2 separate regions of the Anas platyrhynchos genome follow, and region 1 is linked to region 2. The links are chromatin contacts, called in public Hi-C maps. All regions are on one chromosome and are shown on one strand. The core of a region is the stretch at or near the end of the contact, and the rest is flanking DNA. Distances in the headings are between cores, read along the strand shown. Region 1 holds the start of TOP3B (DNA topoisomerase III beta). Region 2 overlaps LOC113845356 (a long non-coding RNA gene).

Region 1 (2,700 bases), core at 192-2,691, 57 kb after region 2:
GCGGGGAGCTGCCGGGGCTGCGGGGCCTGGCAGGCGCCGGCAGGCCGCTCTGCCCACCGACGGGCTGTTTAAAATAAAATAAAATAAAATAAAATAGCAGCTAGAGGCACAGAAGGGCTGAGGGTGGCGGGGACCTCTGGGGCCGTCTGGTCCAACCGCTGCTCCAGCAGGGGCACCCAGAGAAAGGTGCCCAGAGCTGTGCACACGCAGCTCTGGGAGATTTTGGAGGAAGGAGACGCCACAGCCTCCCTGGGCAGCCTGTGCCAGGGCTCTGGCACCTGCATGGCACAGACGTGCTGCTGGCGGTCAGGAGGAAGCTCTCGCCTTTCAGTTCGTACCCATCTCCTCTACCCATCGTCAGAGTAACACGCTGTAGGTGACCCTGCTTGAGCAAGGGGGGTTGGACCAGATGATCTCTGGAGGTCCCTTCCAACCTCAACCATTCTGTGATTCTGTGATCTGGGTCTGCTCAGCACTGACCCTGGAGACAGCGATGGGGCAGCCTGGCACACAGGCCTCCTGCTGCCGTGGTGAAAGCATCCTCAGCATGAGAGGTGGAGAGGGAGAGGAAGAGGCCATGAGGGCGAGCACCCAGGGCAGCACCAGAAGTCCCGTACCTATGCTGATCTGTGGTTTGACCCTAAATGAGCAATAATGTGTTAATTCCCCACATTTGGTGTGCAGGCCAGCTGTGTGTTACACACACGTCTGGTTTGGCAGCATGTGTCTCCTCAGCGTCCATAGAAGGAGGCCAGACTGCTTGCACCTTGCAAAGCACCCAGGCTGACATGGGATGCACCATTTGGTGCAAGTCTGGTGACAAAACTGCTCAAAAAGCGTGGTAGCACTCTTTGGCTCCAAAGCTGTGTCAAATAGCCCTTACAGAGATGACGCAGGAACCAGTGCCTGCCTGTTTGTGTGGGGACCCAGCTGGCATGGGGCAGGCCGGGAGTGTTCACATCGAGGGTGTGCAGGTGGGAGACTGTGGAGCTGCAGTGTTCGCTTCTGGGGAGCGGGAGGAGACTGGTACGGAGGTGTCTGTCAGAACAGCACATGGGCCAAGGAGAGCTGTGTATTGCCTGGTCAGCAGGGACTCCTTTGGCTGGGTTGGTCTTGGTGTGTCCCGTTAAACCAGCTACATGTGTGTGTAGAAGGAGAGCAGAGCGCAGGGGCCCCCAGCACCCAGTCCCTCAGCCCCGCTCAGGAGAGCCCTGGCTGCCCCTCGCAGGTAAGCACAGGCCCGAGTTTGCACGTGTGTTGCGTGTTAAAGAAGAAAAGAGGCGTTGGATTTTGTACAGGGCTTTTAGTAGAGGAAATTGAAAAATATGTATCTGACATATCTGAAGACTCGGTTCCAACTCGCCTCCTGATTATTCCAGCTGCTCCCCAGATGTCAGAGGGAACCAGGCACCGAAACAGAGGAACGCATTTGTTTTAACAGGTCCTACCTTCAGTCATGCTAAAGAACAAAGAGCCCTGAGTTTGTCTCGGCTTTTCTTCCACTGGTAACGTGCACATCTACTGACCGCCCCCCAGCCTGCCCGCAGGTGAGCCGTTTCCCTTCACACAGGGCGGGACGCGCGGGCTGGGGCTGCCGGGCCCCGCCGCTCCCCCGCTCCGCCAGGAGTCGCTGCCGCGGGGGGCGGCCCCTTCCCTTCCCTTCCTTCCCTTCCCCTCCCATCCTTTTCTTTTTCTTTTCCTTCCCCTTCCCTTCCGGAGCCGTGCCCCGGCAGCGCAAGGGGGGCCGCGGCCTCCCGCCCAGGTGCGGGGCGCCCCTCGCAGCGCCTCAGCGCTCCCCGAGCCCTCAGCGCCCCCCGCCGCCATTTCTCGGCCCGGGGCGCCGGAGCCCCGCGGAGCTGCGAGGTGTGTGTGAGGTGTGTGTGAGTGTAATCGCGGTTATGTGCTGCTCGACATGGTTTTGCAGCACGCCCGCACTGTGTTTTCTCCCCTCTAGGCCAACAGCGGGTTGTCCCCCGTGAGCTGCGTGCTGTGGCTGCAGGAGGCTGCACCGAGCCGCCGGGCGGTGCGGGGCTCGCCGGCCGAAGATGAGGACCGTGCTGATGGTCGCCGAGAAGCCTTCGCTGGCTCAGTCCATCGCCAAGATCCTTTCCAGGGGTAGGAGAGAAAATAAATTGGTTTCAGGCCTTCTCTTCTGCCAGGCTTCACGGGAGGTGAAGTGAAGTTTAGATGCACCCAGGTCGGCTGCTTGGTCTCTGGGGCAGCGCTCACCTGCGAGCAGTGCCTTAGCACAGGTTGCAGCTCTGGCAATAACTGTGTGGTGCTCCATTCTCTTCATTTTATTCTTTTTATTTTAATGTGCTAGTGACTGTTCAATTTTATAACTGGAATCTTTGTAGCTGTAGCGTATTGTGGTGCACGTGCTTTCTGGAAAGTGCCAACCAAGCACCTAGTTGCTTTTCAGGGATTTTTGAAGCTATGGCAAATGTTTTATAAATCGTGTGGAGAACAGAATGAGTTAATTGTTATCTGGACTGACACAGAAAACGGGTTGTATTTACGTAAGAAACTCCTGGTGGGAGGGAAAAAGTAAAGGAGATTCTGAATAGTTTTGGTGGAAAACGAAATCTGTTAGAAAAAGTTCTAAAGTGATAATTGACTGGAAAAAAACTCAATCGGAGAGTAGAATTTTGTGACCAGGAAGACCCTAGCTGTCAGACCTAGAAAATAGGGAAAAAAAAT
Region 2 (2,700 bases), core at 31-2,530:
GCCACCCACTCGGCCATCCCGGCTGCTGTCAGCCCCCAGCTGATCCCTCACAAAGCGGAGAGATTTAACGCCCCCGTCCCTTGCTCCTTTCCCACGTACCTCCGGGAACGGCTCTGGGGAAGGGCCGGGGGCCGTGCCCAGCCCCGCTCCACCGCCCGACCCCGCTGCGAGCCGCGGGCCCGGCCACGCTCGCCGGGCAGAGGCGAGAGCTTTGCCGCGGGGAGGTCAGCGGGAACAGAGCCCCGGCCCCTTTGTGCGGCGCCCTGCTTCGCACAGCGCTGGTTTTCGGGCTGGGATCAGGCGCGGAAACAGCAAGTGTGGCTATGTATCTCCTCCCATCCCTCGGTGGGTGTTTACAGCGTGATGTAAAATAGGCACCCTTCAAACCTCTCGGGACTCGTGCTATTTAAAATGGAGACACGATGGGTTTCTCCAGTTTCAGTCACCGTGTGAGCTTTTTAAACACAAGGCCATTTTGAATCCTGTGCGATAGCATCGAAAATACACCCATTACTCAGGACCTGAGTCACCACAATAGCACAATTATTTGTCACAAGTAACGTCTCCGCACCATTACTTGCCTATCTAACAAGGCTCGATATTTCACAACTTTCCCCTTAACTCGATGGGCACATAGGATTAGTTTTTCCTGCTGTGGCTGTCTTCTCTCCGTGAAGAATACCCCCAAAAGAAAAGACCCTATAAGCAATATTGCACTACTACCCTGAGCACAAAAGCAGAGGCAATATTGATAGGGTCTCATCCTTAAGGTTAGGAAGCTGGACAATGTGTCTTGCGGCAGGTGACTGGAGGGAGCTTCATTCCATGCCTGCAAATGGGGAAGGGGTAAAAAGTTAGAAAGCAGCGCACTGCCCTGTGCATCGCAGCACCCTGTGCTCCTGGGAGGCTGGGGTGCAGCAGCAGTAAACCTCTGGCCCCACAGAATCGGTTTGGGGACACCGTCCCTTTCTCCCAGGACGTCTGTAACACCAGTGTGGATTTTACCCAGGTTTCTGTACCTCTGTCCCCAGTTCTCACCTTCTTCTTGCGTGTGAATTTCTCCTTTATTAATAAACTCAGTCAATTAGCTGCCTGAGCTGGTAGGGGCTGGGAAGCACTATTTATTTGGTTAATTGATAGTTGTATTTTGAACCTCTTAGTAATAGGCATCGAGCCCTCGGAGAACTTCCTTTCCAGGGCTGTCCTACTTGGAGAGCCCAGTGTTTGAAAATATCCCTCCCTTCATTGGAAATCACGGGATTAAGTACACACCAAAAATTAGAAAGCGAAACAGGATCTGCAGGGCTGGCTCTCCAGCACTGACTTCACGTTAACGCACACAGATCAGACGCTGTTTGGAGACGCACGCGTGCTGTGCCCTAGCTGGTTTTGTTCAGCTTGTTCTCCTCCTGCCCCCTCCCTGGCACCTTTTCTGTCCTAGGCTGGAAGGCGCGATCTTCAGCTGGGGCTGAGCACAGCAGCGGCCCCAGGGAGGGGCTGAGGCACCTCCAGCTTTGGGGCTGCTTTGCCAGCAAGGCTCTTCCTCTGCAATCCTGCTCCCAGTGAACCTGCCCCAGCACCTTCCTCACGTAGGAACACTTGAGAGTCCAGAGGAAGATGAAGGAAACTTCATTCCCAGGCCATCCCAAACCAGTTCATGATTTTGACACTTTAAGCTTCTCTTTCCTCAGCCTGCTTTCCAGTGGATTAAATAAGAGTGTAATGGAGAGACAATCCCCTAATTCATGGATTCCTGGCTAATTTATGCATACCACATTGATCTGGTTTTTGCCATTAGAGATCCCTGGCGTTTGGCATGCTGGTGTGAGGCAGCCCTGCATCCCCTTTGATGTTGCCTGACTTGCCCAAAGCAGCTGAAAACCGAGGACATGCCAAAGAAAAGAGAACAGGGGAAGCTCCATTAATTGTTTGTTTTTCTAATGGACTGATAAACAAAATCTCCAGTCTCCCCCAACCCCTCCCTATCCCTGTCCTTTGTGATGCTTGTTGGAAGCAAACAGGAATCTTTCTTCCACGTTATTTATTTGTATTAACCTTTGCTCACGCTAATTAAGAGGCCATGTTCACAGAGATTGCTGTAAGCAGCTCAGAATGAGTTTTTATCAAACTTTGGTATTCTTGTTACCTTGGCAAACCCTCACGTTTAACCCTGCCACTCTGCTTCTCAGCAATCCCTGCAACCTAGACATCCAGTTGGACTGAGAACAAAAAAAAATGCAGCTAGGCTCTGCCTTACCTTTCCATCTACTCCCGTCCAGTCTCTATTTTGCTTATGTTTACCATGTGTTTTCCACTCTTCAGCCTCGATGTTATTTCAAACAAGACTTATGCTTAACACACACAATTTAACTTCTCCAGTGGCCCAAAGACAAGCCCACTGGTGAGCGTACAGTCGAAACATACAATTCACACATCGAGTGACGTTGCTAATGCACCAGTAGTGGTGGGGGGAAAGCACGGCTTGACAATTTCTACACAACTTAAGAATTTCAGCAGTTGCAGAAGCTACAACTGGCAGGAAGGAGTAAGGGATGTAATTAGAGACGTCAGCCACGAGTTAAAGTCCAAGCAAAGGCAATTAAGATACTATGCCTTTATGCTTCTGGATCTGCACTGAGAGCCTAGACGTGTCTCAAGAATTTCCTTATCTCCAAGTGGTGCACTGGCACAGGACTCCCC

Evidence for each region. Hi-C and Micro-C count contacts between places; a contact is called where the count stands out from the background.
Region 1: a contact with region 2 is called in a Hi-C map of skeletal muscle, with 4 times the contacts expected there. The contact joins the promoter of TOP3B here to the enhancer-like site in region 2. A contact is called at or near these places in 4 of 8 Hi-C or Micro-C datasets (liver, skeletal muscle, small yellow follicle and 1 more).

Annotation. Positions count from the first base shown.
Region 1 is chr16:10,049,125-10,051,824 of IASCAAS_PekinDuck_T2T, forward strand. It overlaps TOP3B (DNA topoisomerase III beta), which reads left to right and starts at 1,442. Exons shown (of 18, transcript XM_072024258.1): 1 at 1,442-1,547; 2 at 1,955-2,115. The coding sequence starts at 2,046.
Region 2 is chr16:9,991,946-9,994,645 of IASCAAS_PekinDuck_T2T, forward strand. LOC113845356 (a long non-coding RNA gene) reads right to left here. Exons shown (of 3, transcript XR_005269759.2): 2 at 1-829. Among named protein-coding and RNA genes, the nearest start is that of SDF2L1, 15 kb to the left of the region's middle. Within about 2 kb of position 1,281, at least 1 of the 8 cell types and tissues checked has an H3K27ac peak or open chromatin away from gene starts, as enhancers often do. A contact at or near this core is called in subcutaneous adipose tissue, where this site is marked.